Linked DNA regions of Sus scrofa: region 1 is linked to region 2. A link is a contact called in public Hi-C data. All regions are on one chromosome and are shown on one strand. Each heading gives the region's core, a stretch centred on a gene start, on an enhancer-like site or on the middle of the called end of the contact. The rest is flanking DNA. Distances are from core to core; before and after follow the strand shown. Region 1 overlaps DNAJB2 (dnaJ homolog subfamily B member 2). Region 2 holds the start of ANKZF1 (ankyrin repeat and zinc finger domain-containing protein 1).

Region 1 (4,525 bases), core at 1,938-4,437, 69 kb before region 2:
CTATCTGAGTCCTTCTGCCCGTACCACCTTGCCCCTGCCTCCCAGCTCTGCCCCAGGAGATACCCTCGCAGGGAGTATGGCGAGGGACAGGAGTGAGAAGCTGCTGCTAAATCCATGCCTCCCACCGCCACCACTGCCACTGCCCCTCTTGATTCTATAACCTTGTTCCCACAGAGGGAGGAGGCGGCCGCCGTCCTTCCCCGACCGGTCCACAGCCCCTCTCCCATGCGCTCCGTGCTGCTCACTCTGGTGGCCCTGGCGGGTGTGGCCGGGCTGCTCGTGGCCCTGGCAGTGGCTCTCTGTGTGCGGCAGCATGCCCGGCAGCGGGACAAGGAGCGCCTGGCCGCCCTGGGACCTGAGGGCGCCCATGGTGACACTACCTTCGAGTACCAGGTGTGCATCCCTAAGAGCTTGTTGATGAGAGTGAGTGGAAAGGCTTGGGAGAGTGGTCTCACATGGGATAAGGGTGGGGAATTGGGTGGGAATGAGCGCCCATCCCTGGGAATGTCCAGGCAGAGGCTGGAGAAGCCCCTCTGGGGGTCTTGTGGGGGTGATTTGGAATGAATGGAAATTGGGACCAGATGGTTCCTGAAATTCTCTCCCAGGCTACAATTCTGGGGTTCTAGGATTCTGCTCTGTAATACCTGAGGTTGCCATAGGCACCACCCAAGCAGTATAGCCCTGAAAAGGATGAGAGCCAGGGCAGAAGACCCTACCCTGGAGGAGATGGGTCCATTCAGAATCAATCAAGGATGGAGTTCCTGCTATGGTCAGCAGTAACAAACCCAACTAGCATCCACGAGGATTCGGGTTCAGTCCCTGGCCTCGCTCAGTGGGTTAAGGATCCAGCATTGCCGTGTGCTGCGGCACAGGTCACAGATGTGGCTTGCATCTGGGGTTGCTGTGGTGGTGATATAGGCTGGCAGCTGCAGCTCTGATTCGGCCACTAGCCTGGGAACTTCCTTATGCCGTGGGTGTGGCCCTAAAAAGCAAAAAAAAAAAAAAAATCAATCAAGGACAAGTCCAGGGACTCTGTTGAACTGAGCTCAGGACTCTGTTGAAAAGGCTTCAGGGGACCTTGGGCCGTGCCCGATCCTTCTTCTGCAGGACCTGTGCCGCCAGCACATGGCCTCAAAGTCCCTGTTCAACCGGGCAGAGGGTCCACCGGAGCCTTCTCGGGTGAGCAGCGTGTCCTCGCAGTTCAGCGACGCGGCCCAGGCCAGCCCCAGCTCCCACAGCAGCACACCGTCCTGGTGCGAGGAGCCCGCCCAGGCCAACATGGACATCTCCACGGGACACATGATTCTGGTCAGGAGAGGGTGTGGGCGTGGGGTGAGGGGACAGGAGGGCAGGAGGGACATGGCAGGTCGGGGGGGGCCAGCGCCAGGCTGTGGTGTTCCTGCAGGCATACATGGAGGACCATCTGCGGAACCGGGACCGCTTGGCCAAAGAGTGGCAGGCCCTGTGTGCCTACCAAGCGGAGCCCAACAGCTGTGCCACCGCCCAGGGGGAGGGCAACATCAAAAAGAACCGCCACCCTGACTTCCTGCCCTGTGAGTGAGTTCTGCTGGCCCACCCAGCCCAGCTCTCTGTCTGCTGGGAGCTCTGATGGGCTTGGGGGAGGGACTGGGCTCCTGGCTCAGGCTGAGCGGCAGAGGTGCCAGGACCCCAATGACTGGAGGGGCCTCTGGGGTGGGATGCGGGGTCTGTGCAGATGACCACGCTCGCATCAAGCTGAAGGTGGAGAGCAGCCCTTCTCGGAGCGATTACATCAACGCCAGCCCCATTGTGAGTGGCCTGGCTCCAGCCCCCACCTCCTCCCCGCTTTCATCCGGGCCCCATAGACTCCATGTCCTTAAGGGTCACCACCACCCCACCCGAGGCCCTGGAATTGTGGGCCTGATATCCTAGCATGGAAACTGGGGTTCTCAGGCACCCCCCAGACCCCCGGCCTGCTCCCTCTGACCAAGTCTCTCCACAGTGGCAATTCCCATTCTGGCTCAGGATGTATCTTTCCTGCCCCCAGATTGAGCATGACCCTCGGATGCCAGCCTACATAGCCACCCAGGGCCCGCTGTCGCACACCATCGCAGACTTCTGGCAGGTGAGCTGTTGGAGGGAGGGCTTCTCCCAGGATCAGGGGCCCTTATGGGCAGCCAAGGAGGTTAGAATGGAGCTTACCTGGGTCTCTGTCCCTAGATGGTGTGGGAGAGTGGCTGCACCGTCATTGTCATGCTGACCCCGCTGGTGGAGGATGGCGTCAAGCAGTGCGACCGCTACTGGCCAGATGAAGGCTCTTCCCTCTACCATGTGTATGAGGTCAGCGAGACAAGGAGTCAATGGGAGAGGGGAGAGCGGATGGTACACCATTCACACATGTGAATATGCCTGTACATAAACCCACGTGTACACACAGACATTCATTTCATGACTACTTTGTTTGTTTTAGGGCCACACCTGCAGCACGTGGAGGTTCCCAGGCTAGGGGTCAAATCGGAGCTACAGCTGCTGACCTACACTACACCCACAGCACCACTGCATCTGAGCTGCATCTGTGACTTACACCACAGCTCACGGCAATGCCAGATCCTTAACCCACTGAGCAAGGCCAGGGATCGAACCCGCAACCTCATGGTTCCTAGTCGGATCCGTTTCCTCTGCACCATGACGGGAACGCCTGCTCTTTTAATTTTTTAAAAATTAGTCTCATTTATGGTTAAAGAAAGAAAATCAAAAGTACAGAATTTTATCAAAACGTATCGTGTGTGTAGCACAGACATTTAGCTAGATTCTGTTCGGAAGAGGAAGGAGAAACTCTGATATCAAAAAGCTCACAATAGTTGTGTCTAGATAGAAAAGCTCCCAGTTGTCCTGAGCAGTAGCCCAGTGACACAGACAGCTAGGGTTTGGGGGGGACAGCTGGGACTATTGGGGCAGGAGGTCAGGTAAGCTTCCTGGAGGATGTAGAATTTGACTGGCCTGGGAGGCCGGGAGGATGTGGGAGGATTTGAGAGGCCCTGCCCGCTCAGACCTGCTCCCCCTCCTCGGCAGGTGAACCTAGTGTCGGAGCACATCTGGTGCGAAGACTTCCTGGTGCGGAGCTTCTACCTGAAGAACGTGCAGACCCAGGAGACGCGCACGCTCACGCAGTTCCACTTCCTCAGCTGGCCGGCAGAGGGCACCCCGGCCTCCACCCGGCCCTTGCTGGACTTCCGCAGGTGAGCATCCCCAGCGCCTGGGCGGTGGGGTGGCCCCAAGGGAGGCTCCGAAGAGCGGGAAGAGAGGCTCACAGGCTTGGAGGTGTCGGGAGTCCCACGATCTCCCAGCCCCTCAGCTCCTCCACGGGCCCCAGGTATGTTAGTCAGGCCCTTTAGTCTGACCTGAAGCCTTGGCATCTGGTCCACCAACGCCCCCTTCTAGACACCCTCAAACCAGAACTGACTCTGACTTCCTGGAGCTCCCTTCCAGACCCCCCACACCTCCCACCCAAACCAAGACTGACGGATTGTCTCGCTGTGCCCATTTCTCCACCACCGCTGTGATCCAGCTCTCTGTCTCCTCCCTCTCTTGCCCTCTTCCCCCCCCCTTTTTTTTTTTTTTTTTTTTTTTTTTTTTTTGTCTTTTCTGGGGCAGCACCTGCAGCATATGGATGTTCTCAGGCTAGGGGTCTAATCGCAGCTGTAGCCGCCGGCCTACACCACAGCCACAGCAACGCCAGATCCGAGCCGCATCTGCGACCTACACCACAGCTCACGGCAACACCAGATCCTTAACCCACTGAGCAAGGCCAGGGATCGAACCCGCAACCTCATGGTTCCTAGTCGGATACGTTTCCGCTGCGCCAGGACGGGAACTCCGCCTTCTTTCTCCATAAGACCCTTCCCCACAAGAAGGGCTCACCTTATTTCTAACTCTCTCCTTCTCTCGGTCCCCTTGGCCCCTCCTGTTTCCTCCTGACCAGCCTGCCTTCCAGGTGTCCAACACTGATCCCTGTGTCTGCTGCCCCCTTGCGGTCCCTCGCTCCACCCGCCGTCCCGCTTCTTTATCCCTCTGTGACTCTTTGCCTCTTTCCATCTCTCCCTCTGCTTCTCTTTCCCTCCTTTCCTTCCCTCTTCTCTCTCCCCCACCCTCCCTCTCCAGCACGTCTTTCTCCATCACTGTCTCACAGTCTGTCTCCCTCTTACCCTCCAACCTCATGTCCTTCTCTCTGTGCCTCTCTCTGTCCCTTCTCCCGCTCCGTCTCTTCACCTCTCTCCCACCTCTGCCTATGTATGCCTGTCTCTCTGTCTCCCCCTCCCTCTGCCTGTCTCCCCTCTCTGTCCCCTCCCTCCTCTCTCTCTCTCACAGCTGCCAGCGTCATTTTTGTGATCTGCAGCTAGTATTCTCACTCCAGTTGCATAGTCACAAAAGTGATCATTGGCAGGTGTGGCCGCTGCATGGACAGGACATGAGGACGTGTGGGCCCAGGGACCACCACCCTGAAGCCTGCCGGGAGAGCCAGGGGCTGGTGGGTGGGGGGACACTC
Region 2 (5,192 bases), core at 515-3,014:
TAGTATCCATGAAGACGCAGGTTCGACCCATGTCCCTGCCCAGTGGATTAAGGATCCAGCATTACCATGAGCTGCGGTGTAGGTCACAGACATGGCTAAGATCTGGGGTAGCTGTGGCTGTGGTGTAGGCTGGCAGCTAGGGCTCCAATTCAAACCGCAGCCTGGGAACTTCCATATGCTGCAGGCACAGCCTTAAAAAAAATAAAAATAAAAATAAAAAACTTTTACAAATTAAAAGAAACCATATCTAGGAATTTTGAAGTGTTTTTGCAGGCAGTGGGGTTAATGTGATGAGGCATAAGAAATGGCAAGAGGAGTTCCCGTCGTGGCACAGTGGTTAATGAACCCGACTAGGAACCATGAGGTTGCGGGTTCGGTCCCTGCCCTTGCTCAGTGGGTTAACGATCCGGCATTGCTGTGAGCTGTGGTGTAGGTTGCAGACGCGGTTCAGATACCGCGTTGCTGTGGCTCTGGCGTAGGCTGGTGGCTACAGCTCCGATTCGACCCCTAGTCTGGGAACCTCCATATGCCGCCAGAGCGGCCCAAGAAAATGACAAAAAGACAAAAAAAAAAGGAAAAGAAATGGCAAGAGATTTGTTTGGAGACAATTCAGGAGCCTGTGCTGGAACTCCAGAGATTGATTTTTTTTTTTTTGACCAGAAAATAGACTTTAATTTTACATGTACAAATATTGCTTTAAATTCATAATAGTTAAAAAGCATATATACGAACTTCGGCTTAAAAGGAAAAGTCAAAAGCAGGAGTTCCCGTGGTGGCTCAGTGGAAAGGAATCCGACTAGGAACCATGAGGTTTCTGGTTCCATCCCTGGCCTCGCTCAGTGGGTTAAGGATCCCGCGTTGCCGTGAGCTGTGGTGTAGGTAGGTCACAGACGAGGTTCCGACCTGGCATTGCTGTGGCTCTGTCGTAGGCTGGCAGCAACAACTCCGATTGGACCCCTAGCCCGGGAACCTCCATATGCCACAGGTGTGGCCCTCAAAAGACAAAAAAAGAAAGTAAAAAGCAAGCATTCTGCAGTTGAGAATTGATAAATTTATCCAGAAGATGTCAACAAGGGCTCCTAAGCTGGGAAACGCCGATAAGAATGTGTTCCCTGGAGAAGCAATAAGCTCCAAAGAGCACAATCACGTCCCTCCTGGGTCCACCCCAACACTTTCCAGATACCTGGACAGGAAGTCCGCAGAGTCTGGGCCAGAACCTCCCAGGAGCGTGGCTCACCAGGCGCAGGCCCTGAAGGACTGGAGCATCCGCGCTGAGGTCAAAAAGGGAGATCGACACAGAAGCCTGAGCTGCAGCTGGAGCCGGCGACATGGCTGAGCAGAGATTACTTAGAAGCAGCTCCTGGAGCAGAAAGGCGCTTAAGATACAGAGCTCCCCAAAGCATGATCCTGCTGCCGCGTCTCCTGTCTGTGTAACTTGGAGTCGGCCCTGGGGTTAATATGCGATCTTAGCCCGCTTTCTCAAACCGCCAGTCTCGGAACACACAGGAGTGAAATGGGAGCAACCAACAGAGTTAATTAAAATCACTGAGGTTCCTTAACTAACCGCTCCTCGTTACCCGTGCCATGAGCTTCAGCAATGACTAAACCGCGTGGACTCGTCTCAGACCTCAGAAGCTGCAGCAAAGGTCCCCGGGAGCCGAGCCGCATGGACGTCTACAGTTCGAAACCCGGATTTCTGCAACACCACAACAATCTCGTCACTACGGAGCAGCAGAGAGGACACACGGTACCGCCTAGACCTGAGCTCCGCCCCGTGTAGGGCGCACTATTGGTCCCCAGATGGTCCAAGGCCCGCCTCTAGCCTTTAATCCCGCCCCAGATGCCGACAATTGGCCGTGGTGTCTCCACCCCCCATGTTCATTGGTCAGGCTGCCTGCGGGTGACAGTGAGTGGCAGACGCCGGGGCCTAGCGCTCCGGGCCCGGCCGTGCCCAGTGGAGCCGACTGCGCCCCTGGAATCACCCGGGTCACCGTTCCGGAGGTGAAACGCGAGACCGGTTACCGAAATCCCACGGTCTTGGTCGGGCCTGGCCAGGGGTGCCCGTGGAGCCCTAAGTGAGCTCGCGGCGGGTAACGGGGAAAGGGGCGCCGCGGGCGGGGCGGAGGCGCGCAGCCGGAATGTTTTGATAGCGGGGGCGCGCGGGGGGAGGGCGCGCGCGAGCGGCGGGGCCGCGCGCGAGGTTGTCCGCTGTTGGGAGCCGAGCCCTCGGCCTGGGGCCGGGCGATCCTGGGGCTCTCTGGGCTCGGGTCGTGGCAGCCGGGTGTCAGGAGACAGCCCAGCCCACCTGGGGAATTAGCTGTCGGACTGGCTCGATTCCTCCAACGTCCGCAGGAACCCCTGAGCCCAGGCCCGACTGGCAGGGGCTCAATGGGCCCTGGGTCTACACTGACCCAGTAAGTGGTGAGTTCCCTGAGGGCTTGGTCAGCTTCTTTGGACCCAAGGTTCTCACTAACCCAGGGAATCCCACGGGGGCCAGGCTGGGCCATTCTCGGTGGCCTCAGGGTCTGCACTGACTAGGTGAGTGGCACCTAGACCACATCTGGCTCAAGAGACCAAGGGAGCCCACAGTTCTCTCGGGATCTGGGTCTACACTGTCCCAGTCAGGATTTCCCATCCGGGAGCAATGCTTGCCCAGTGGGTCTTTGGTGCTGGGGAAGCAATGGCAGGAGTTGACATAAAGGTCCTCTTTTAAAAACACTCTCTTCTTGGGTTTTGGCTTTGGGGCTTTGTGAACCTTGAAAGATCTGTCTAATTTCTGAGGCTGAGGTGGGGCAAGGGGTCCAGCCCTATACAGACTCAGTTTCCACAGGTTCATTAAGCCACTTCTTGGGATCCTAGAGTTGAGTGAGTGGCCATGTACAGTGGAGCCAGGGGAGGTGCCCACAGCCCTAGGCTGGAAGGGTGCCTCTTTCCCACTGCAGCCTCCCTGTCCTGTGCTTGGCCTCCCTTAGTGGGGGTGGGGGGAGGGGAGGGTTGGGGTTGTTTCTATTCCCACTCCCCACTCTGGGGCCTGACACCTTCTCCTCCAGCAGCTGCAGAGCCAGGGCACCGAGGGCTGAAGTGGAGCAGACACTGTCCATGGAGCTGGTAGGGCCATGTGCTTATCTCAGACCTTTGTTTACAAAGTGCTTCCAAACTGCTAGTCTCTTGGGACATCAGGGTTTCTCCAGGAGGTGGGGGGGGCTTTTCTCCACTGAATATCAGAGGATGAAACAGACCCCCCAGAGGGGCAGAGTCTGGCTTCAGGCCAGCAAGACCTCAGTAGATGCTCAGTAAAGGCTCTGGGAATGAAGCCCTCCCAAGCCCTGAGCTTGCTGCTCTCCTGGGTCACTCCTCTCCCTCTGCCTTTGATCCCAAAAGACTGGTAGTGGGACCAAGCCCAAGGATTCTTTCTCACCTATTTCTGGTTGAGCAGGCAGAGAAGACAGACAGTACCAGGATCTGAACCTGAGTCTCTTCTTCCTCATTACCCACAGGTGGACAAGGTGGACAGGGGGTGGTGGTGATGGCGCAGTTTGACACTGAATACCAGCGCCTAGAGGCCTCTTACAGTGATTCACCCCCTGGGGAGGAGGACCTGTTGGTGCACGTCCCTGAGGGGAGCAAGTGTGAGTTCCTGGACGTGACAGCCAGAGCTGGGGCATGGGGGAGAGTGGGTGGATGAAGGCTGAGTGAGGAAGGGGCTTACATTCCTTGAGGGTTCTGACATCTCTGCTCCTGTGCCCACAGCACCCTGGCACCACATTGAAAACCTTGACCTCTTCTTCTCCCGAATATCCTTTGTCTCTGCATTGGAGCTTTGGGACCTTTAGTCCCTCTTGAAGCCAGACCCCTGATGGGAAGCTGGTGTGGGTTTGGTTCTAATCCCAGAAGGAGAGTGGAGCCCATCTTGAGCCTACAAGAGGCTGGGGAAATAACGATTGTTATAAATAACGCTACCGGGGGGAGTTCCCATCGTGGCGCAGTGGTTAACGAATCCGACTGGGAACCACGAGGTTGCGGGTTCGGTCCCTGCCCTTGCTCAGTGGGTTAAGGATCCGGCGTTGCCGTGAGCTGCAGTGTAGGTTGCAGACATGGCTCGGATCCCACGTTGCTGTGGCTCTGGCACAGGCCAGTGGCTACAGCTCTGATTGGATCCCTAGCCTGGGAACCTCCATATTAAAAATAAAAATAAATAAATAAATAACTATACCGGAGTTCCCTTCTTGGCACAGTGGAAACAAATCGGACTAGGAACCTGATTTGACCCCTAGCCTGAGAACCTCCGTATGCCGTCGGTACAACCCTAAAAAGCAAAGATAAAATAAAATAAAATACCCCACATTTACCAAGAGCTACAGGCCTTGCACTTTGTAGCATTAATTTATAAGGGAACTCTCGAAGGGTAATAATCCTCCTTTTTGCTGGTATGCTAATAACCGTAATAATGTCTTTTGACTTGTCGTGTGTCAGCTCTGTGTTAAATACTGTACATGCGTTTTCTCAGACCTAATAATCCCATGAGACAGCTGCCATTATTCCCAACATACCACTGCAGACAAAAACTTAAGAGAGGTTGGAGTTCCTATCATGGCTCAGGGGTTAGTGAACCCGACTAACATCCACGAGGAGTCGGGTTTGATCCCTGGTCTTGCTCAGTGGGTTAAGGCTCTGGCGTTGCCGTGAACTGTGGTGCAGGTCACAGATATGGCTGATCTCTTGTTGCTGTGGCTCTGGCATAGGCTGGTGGCTACAGCTCCAATTCGACCCCTAGCCTAGGAACCTCTATATGCCACCAGTGCGGCCCTAAAAGACAAAAAGACAAAAACAAAACAACAAACAACCAAAAAACCTTATGTTAAGAAACTTGGCCAGGAGTTTCCACCGAGGCACAATGGGACTGTGGTGTCTCTGGAGCACTGGGACAAAAGTTTGATCCCTGGGCTGGCACAGTGGATTAAGGATGCGGCATCGCCGCAGCTGCGGTGTAGGCCACAACTGCAGCTCAGATCCGATCCCTGGCCTGGGAACTCCATATGCCTCCGGGCAGCCAAAAGAGAAAAAAGAAACTTGGCCAGAGTCACCAGCCCGAAAATCACAGGGCCAGGACTTAAGCTCAGGTATGTGACAGCAAAGTCTTCGTGCTTAACTGCTCTCTCTCCTGACCACTTTTATTATATATTTTTTTTAAC

What was found. Hi-C and Micro-C count contacts between places; a contact is called where the count stands out from the background.
Region 1: a contact with region 2 is called in a Hi-C map of fetal liver, with 1.7 times the contacts expected there. The contact joins the enhancer-like site here to the promoter of ANKZF1 in region 2. A contact is called at or near these places in 3 of 5 promoter capture datasets (fetal liver, fetal skeletal muscle and liver), 2 of 47 Hi-C or Micro-C datasets (fetal liver and liver) and 2 of 2 datasets of contacts at active chromatin or transcription factors (alveolar macrophages and skeletal muscle).

The regions. Positions count from the first base shown.
Region 1 is chr15:121,333,648-121,338,172 of Sscrofa11.1, reverse strand. It overlaps DNAJB2 (dnaJ homolog subfamily B member 2), which reads right to left. Exons shown (of 11, transcript XM_021074972.1): 11 at 2,246-2,303. The coding sequence ends at 2,261. PTPRN (receptor-type tyrosine-protein phosphatase-like N) reads left to right here. Exons shown (of 24, transcript XM_003133669.4): 14 at 175-393; 15 at 1,108-1,308; 16 at 1,406-1,553; 17 at 1,715-1,788; 18 at 2,027-2,104; 19 at 2,200-2,319; 20 at 3,052-3,218. Among named protein-coding and RNA genes, the nearest start is that of PTPRN, 13 kb to the left of the region's middle. Within about 2 kb of position 3,187, at least 9 of the 83 cell types and tissues checked have an H3K27ac peak or open chromatin away from gene starts, as enhancers often do. A contact at or near this core is called in fetal liver, where this site is marked.
Region 2 is chr15:121,262,265-121,267,456 of Sscrofa11.1, reverse strand. It overlaps ANKZF1 (ankyrin repeat and zinc finger domain-containing protein 1), which reads right to left and starts at 1,764. Exons shown (of 16, transcript XM_001925639.5): 1 at 1,628-1,764; 2 at 1,222-1,360; 3 at 1,184-1,219. The coding sequence starts at 1,330. ATG9A (autophagy related 9A) reads left to right here and starts at 3,527. Exons shown (of 14, transcript NM_001190275.1): 1 at 3,527-3,629; 2 at 3,751-3,794. The coding sequence starts at 3,527.